Linked DNA regions of Gossypium hirsutum: region 2 is linked to region 1. The links are chromatin contacts, called in public Hi-C maps. All regions are on one chromosome and are shown on one strand. The core of a region is the stretch at or near the end of the contact, and the rest is flanking DNA. Distances in the headings are between cores, read along the strand shown.

What was found. A called contact is a pair of places that touch in the nucleus more often than the background predicts.
Region 2: a contact with region 1 is called in a Hi-C map of leaf, with 2.3 times the contacts expected there. The contact joins the enhancer-like site here to the promoter of LOC107934644 in region 1. A contact is called at or near these places in 12 of 34 Hi-C or Micro-C datasets (callus, hypocotyl, leaf and 2 more).

The regions. Positions count from the first base shown.
Region 1 is chrA06:125,306,844-125,310,336 of Gossypium_hirsutum_v2.1, reverse strand. LOC107934644 (Golgi SNAP receptor complex member 1-1) reads right to left here and starts at 1,450. Exons shown (of 5, transcript XM_016867122.2): 1 at 1,252-1,450. The coding sequence starts at 1,290.
Region 2 is chrA06:125,537,224-125,540,575 of Gossypium_hirsutum_v2.1, reverse strand. It overlaps LOC107943777 (a long non-coding RNA gene), which reads left to right. Exons shown (of 4, transcript XR_001696056.2): 4 at 1,544-2,158. Among protein-coding and RNA genes, the nearest start is that of LOC107943777, 5.4 kb to the left of the region's middle. Within about 2 kb of position 1,370, at least 6 of the 9 cell types and tissues checked have an H3K27ac peak or open chromatin away from gene starts, as enhancers often do.

The DNA of each region.
Region 1 (3,493 bases), core at 201-2,700:
TGGTTCCTTTAAATTTTGACACAGTTCAAATTCTTAAAGAAAGTTAAAAATTTTCAATTTTGATATATCCTTGCAGACTAGGAACCTAATGATATTCAGGCAAGCCTTCACACCCACCGTCAAATTTCAAATGGAACTCTACATCAAAATATGGACTTACACAGAAAAGTCATCCATTTATATTTTTAATAGAATCCCGTTTACCTTATTCAGGGAAGGCAATCAATTAACTCTTATCAGCCATCACTCTCATCTACACCAGTTAAGATAGCAAACTAATCGAACACTGATATCATCATATTTAATTGAATGACATCACTAATACCTCGAATTCTAGTTGCCATCAAGTAAATTGACACAAGGTTAAATTGGATTTAGTTTTATTATATTGCAATATCAACCACACAGAAAATCCAGAAGATAAAGTAAATATATTAACAAAGAAATTCAAAATTCGTCTTCATCAATTGCTATAGGAAACTTCCAGCATTTCCTCCTCACAGGTAAACTCTCAACAGAAAAGATAAATTTTTAAAAAAAGACGTTGATCTCTTTGTAATTAGAGATGAAACTAGATTCACAGACACCATAGACCGGACCATTCATTTAGGGCAAAAAGTATGCAAAGTAAAGACAAAACAGAAACACATGAAACCTATGTTAACTGGTGTCAGATATGAGTATGTGTTTAACACAACTATGCTCATTTTTTCTAAGCTTTTTAATATATTAGGAGAATTATACCCCCACGGCCCACAGATCTCTCAAAATTAAATGAACAAACAAAAAGTGCAATAAGTTTTAGTAAAACAGTAAATCTTAGCTAAATCTTTAATTAGTATAAACAGATCCAGAGTTGGAAATTAACAAAAAGTTTTAACTTTTCTCTACAAGCAACAAATCCAAAATCTATAGTTGTTTCCCCCATAAAATTACCCAAATAGAGGGGGGAAAAAAAACAGGTTCAGTACATTGAATTTCCAGATTTCAATTTCATTTGAACAAATTCCGAAAAGAAAACTCAACTACTTCAAAAAAAAATGAAGAAATTTTGAAGATCTGATAAAACAAAAACAAAAAAAAAATCGTTTACTTCATTGAAAATTTCTAAAAATACCAAATAAAGAAACCTAAACTTCCTCCACAATTCACACCAAATTCAATAAAATCTAATTAGAATTATATAACCCTAGGTTTTTTCGATGCCAAAATTATTATATTTTTTTCTAATCAAACAGAATTAAACCACACCTGTTTGCGTAGAGCATCCCATGAGACAGGCACTTCCATTGTAATCCACAGATCGATCGCTTAACAAATTATTCTTCTTCGTTCGATTTTTTTTTTTTTCAAAGCCTTCGAAATTTCTTCTCTTTTTTTAATATTTGGAGGATTCTATTTATTTATTTATTTACTTACTTACGAGTTTTTCAACTATTTTGATTTGATATGTATAAACAAATATATATATATATAGTAAAAAAAATTTAAAAGAAAAAATAATTAAAAAATATTTGAAGGACTAAAACGCTTCGTTTTGAAGAAGGCTGTAGGTTGAAGGGTTGTTTGGAGACAGGGATAGGTCGTCTGCTCTTTGAACCCAATCCTAACGGCAATTAGGTTCAGAGATTTAATATTAGGTTAAATTTTGCTATTAGTCCCTGTACTTTGCAAAATTTACATATTTAGTCCTTATATTTGATTAATTTTAGTCCTTGTACTTTTTAAATTTTAAAATTTTAGCTTGGACCCAAATAATAACCGTTCTATTTAATTAAATTCAATTACTAGTCATGTACTATGTATACAGTTGTAAATTTAGTCACTATTCTCTAATTGAATCATTTTAAGCCTCTATATTTTTTTGAATTTTAAAACTCTAATATTGATATAAATGATGGCCTTTAATCCATTGACTGGATTTTTGTGATAAATATGTGAAAGTAACAAGTTGACATAGCATTATACATATGATAATATATTAGCCGCATCAAATTTTGGAAATAGCATAACTTAATAAATTTAACAATTATCATTTGGTGAAGACTGAAATTTTTAAATTTGAAAAGTAGAAGGACTAAAAATGACCAAATTAAAATATAAAAACTAAATCTACAATTTCATAAAAGTTTAGGGACTAATAACAAAATTTAAACTTGATATTATTATAGTGCTAAAATGCCATTTAAAACTTGAATTTAAATTTGGTACGTGAATTTTGCTTCAGTTTCAATTATAGGATTAACTTTTTTTTCTCCATTCATTCATCAATTTCTTATCAAATATTGTATCCTTTTCCTTTTATTTTATTTTATTTTGCTAAGTTGAAGATTAAAATTTGACTTGAGTTTCAAATTCTACAATAATAAAACCAAAAATTTGAGTATCAATGCAGTTGAATAATCACTAAATGTCATTGATATTTAATTATTTTGAGGGTGTATTTTATTTTTTTTTATATCTTTTACATAAAAAATAGTATTCATAATGATATTTGAACTCAAAATATTATAATTTTTAATATATTTATTTTACCATTTAAAATAAAAACCTTTATTCATTAATTTATATTAATTTTATAAAAATATTTATTCCATAATTTTATTTTTCATCTGCATCTTATATATATCATAAGTTAGTGGTTGAAAGTGAGTTTTAATAGAATTATTATAATATTTTCTTTTTCTTTCATTACATTTAATAACCACTTAACCAACTATTTGATTTAGGTAGCTCATTTCTGTTGGATTAGTTTTGGTTAAAATAATTTATTTGGTAAGTTATTGATTTAGGTGTATTAGCCTAATGGTTAAAATGTTCACTGTCCAATATGTAGTCTGGATTTGAGTTGCTCTATTCGCATTGCTATTAGGACTTTACCCTTCTCTTATAATATAAAAAAATATATATTATTTAATATTTTAGTACATCTCAAACTCAACTCTTCTTTTTTAAAAATTGAATCACTTTAAACCATCAAAAGTTGTCAGTAAATATCTTAGAGAGTTTGATCAATTTGGTTTTTAATTTTATTAGACCAACTCAAGATTGGGTTTCTAAGCTATGAAAGGAAAATTACCCTCCAAAAGAATCTATACCCTTGAGGAAGAGATAACCTACTAAATTGATTACTTGAATTCAGGTATGAGTTTCGAATAAAGACATGTATCAGAAAAAGAGATTTTTCTAAAAATTCCCATGTATTTTAAGTATCATTAAAATTCATATACTCGTATCTCTGTGTCCAACACAGATACTTCAAAAAAAAAAATAGAGTCCGAACAATATTAACACCTGAAAAGCAAGTAAATATCAAGAAATCTATGAAATTCAAAGAGAGATAACATATGCCATCACTGAAATGTGGCTTATGGTTTACTTGCAGTGATTGTAGCTTAAATTCATCATATCATTGTCATCTAATTCTTTATGGACAGAAGCTATATATATATATATAAAGTACCTGAAAAGATTGACAATCAATGGAAAATGG
Region 2 (3,352 bases), core at 121-2,620, 230 kb before region 1:
TATGCTTTTACCTTCCCATGGTGTCAATTAAAATCGGACAATGGTCTGAGAAAGAATGGGTCAGATGTTCTAATTGATAATTAGGACAAATATTAACCCAACTCAATGATGCAACTCTCGATCCAACCTCTCCCTTATGTTGGTTGACAAAAACCTTCCTCATTCCCACGTAAACCATCTACCAATATACTTTAGATCATTGAGTCCACAATCTTCCATTGCTGTTCTAAATTCTTGCATCTGGCATTCTGCTCGAAGCCTCCCAGCCTTCTTTTCCAAAGAACTCGTGATTTCATTAAAATCCCCCATCACAATCCAAGGAGTCATTTGGTCCTGCCCTAAATGTCAAAGAAGATCCCACGACTCTCTCCTATTTCTTTCATTCGAATTTCCATAAAAACCCGTCAAGCGCCAAATTGCGTCAATTTCATCGTCATGCACCTCAACATCAATATGGGAGGAAGAAAAACTCTTTAGCTGAATTAAAGAATTTCCTTTCCAACCCAAAGATAGGCCTCCTTTTGAGCCCAAAGCCCCCACATCAATCTCATTATCAAACCCACACTTAAATTGCTTCCATCATTTTAGCACTTAACTTTGTTTAAATACGAAACAAAATTCGGGGATTAATGACTCTCAATTTGTTCTTGAGCCTCTTAATAGTTCGTGATCTCCCCAAACACGAACATTCCAGCTAAGTATTTCATTGCATTCGGCTGCTCTGTTCCCTAGAGCTAGCTGTTAAATCAAGAATTCCTGCATCCACTTTATTCTCTGCAGCTGTTAAAAGTCCTTCCATTACCCTCTGATGTTTTTTTCCTTCTAAATTAACTAAAGGGACATTTTCCTCCAAAATTAAATTTGTTGGCCCATAACTAGAATCCTCATTAGTTAAAACCCCACTGTCAATATTACGCCAGCTATCAGGCTCTTTAAAAGGAATATGATGACTTGATTGTGAAGAGATAAATTTGGGATTTGAAAATTGATTCCATGATTCCCCCATTGAGTTACGCCCCAAATCCTTCCCCCATTTACGACTCTGATTATTACATTCCATACTCTCACTATTCCACTGTGATCCATCAGCCTGTCGGAGCCACCTACTCGCCACCATGCTTCGCGGCCGCGACACAGCATGCAAGGACACTTCCCAACCAAATACAATCTTGGCTGGTTCTATGCAAAATCAAAGTGGACAATAACTTTCACCGTGTCCCAACTTGCCACAAATAAAACAAAATAAACTCAATATTTCATATTGAAAACGAGCATAAATAATAATTTCATTACCAATTTGGATCTTTTTCTTTCTTTTCAACGGGGAAGAAACATCCAAGCAGACACAGATGCGCATAAATTTCTTCAAACCCATGATTGGAATTGAGGTGTTGTATTTAAGAAACTTTCTCAAAAAATCACCAAATTGTTTGGCCATCATTTTCGTTATTAAACCTGGAGGTAATTCGTGGATTTGAACCAAAAAATCAGTGAAATTTAAGACTATATTTGATGGATTTTCTCCTTTTTGTATTGTTTGTAGGATCAACAAATGATTGTTGAAGAACCAAGGTGAACCAGAAAAAACCCGTTGCACATCAACCTCATGGAAAAACTGAAAAATATACCTTTTGTCTCCTAGATCCGTGATGCATATTCCTCCAATTGGGTGCCACAAATCAACCATAGTATTACGTAGTGAGGGAAAATGGACCACACTGTCCATGAGACATCTCCCTACCAAGCAGAATTGATAGCTCCGATCTACCACCGCTGCTTTCTATTGGAACGTCTTCTCTTCTTCATCCAACAGTCTCAGATTTGCTAATTCTTCTTCCATACCAAAACACTCAAATGAACAGGAAACTAAGTAAAACCAGTCAAAAGAAGCGAAAGAATCAAAACAGAAAGCCAAAAGAAAACATTTTAAAAAAAAGTGTCATAAGATAGACAGAAAGCGTGTCATTTTGACAGACTTCAAATTCTGGGTTTTTAAAAATGAATATTTTATTATTAAGTGGATGTTTATCGAGATTAAGATAAATTTGATGTACATTAAAACTCTAATATTCATTAGGAGTAGAATTTTTATGTAATTTATACTTATTATTGTTAGTAAGTACAGAAAATGAAGAAATACAGAGTGAATATGAATGAATATTATGATATTCTTTGGTTGATTTGATCAGTATAGTAGTAGGACTTATATACATGAAAGAATGACTAACTGCTGCTAACAAACTCTATTAACAGTATGCCAGTTTGTATAACAAATTGCTAACAACCTAACTTATCCTATACTTAACATTCATCCAAATTCTCAATAGGTAAAACTCGAAGAAAATGACGAAATTGAGTAAACAAAGAGACAGGCAGGGGTTTTGTGAAAATGTTAGCAACCTGGTCACAAGCTAGCACCTCGTTGATAATGAACGAACCCTCAACTACCTTTTCACGAACAAAAAATAGGTCAAGCTCAACATGTTTGAACTTGGAGTGAAAGACCAGATTAGTAGCAATAGCTACCACACCAGAATTGTCACACCAAATAACAGGCGAATTATCAGAATGAATTTGTAACTCCGTTAGCAGAGAGACTAACCATGTAACATCACTGGTGGTTGCAACCAAACTTCGATATTCAGCCTCAACTGTCGTCCGCGAAACAACTTGTTGCTTTTTCGAACGCCATGAAACAAATTTATTTCCATAATACACACAATATCCTGTCGTAGAGTGACGATCATCAAAATCCAATCCCCAATTGGCATCAACATATCCAATGAGAGATAGTGTGTCAGACGGATGAAAAACCAACCCATGATCAATAGTCCCATGTAAATACCTTAAGATTCATTTTAAAGCCACCAAATATACTATAGTGGGTGCATGAATAAACTGACATACACGATTCACAGCATAAGCAATATCAGGTCGGGTCAGGACCATATATTAAAGAGCACCAGCAAAACTTCGATATTCTGTAGGATCAGTAAGACGAGTACCCTCATCTTTAGACAACGTCGATAAATTGATTATTGGTGTGTAGATACTTTTTTCATTGGTTAAAAAACTTCTATCAAGTAGATCCCTGATGTACTTGGCATAAATGAAAACTTCCAGTGGAGGATCGAGTAACTTCAATGCCTAAGAAGTAGTGAAAGTCTCCCATAAACTTCAGAGAAAAATCTTTATTTAAAAGCTGAATAAAGCTATTTATACTGCCAGCCATACTCCCCGTCACAACAATATCATCCACATAAACTAGAACATAGATGATGGACTCATATGTTACTCGAACAAATAGAGATGCATCAGATTTGGATACGAGAAAACCAGTAGAAATAAGAAA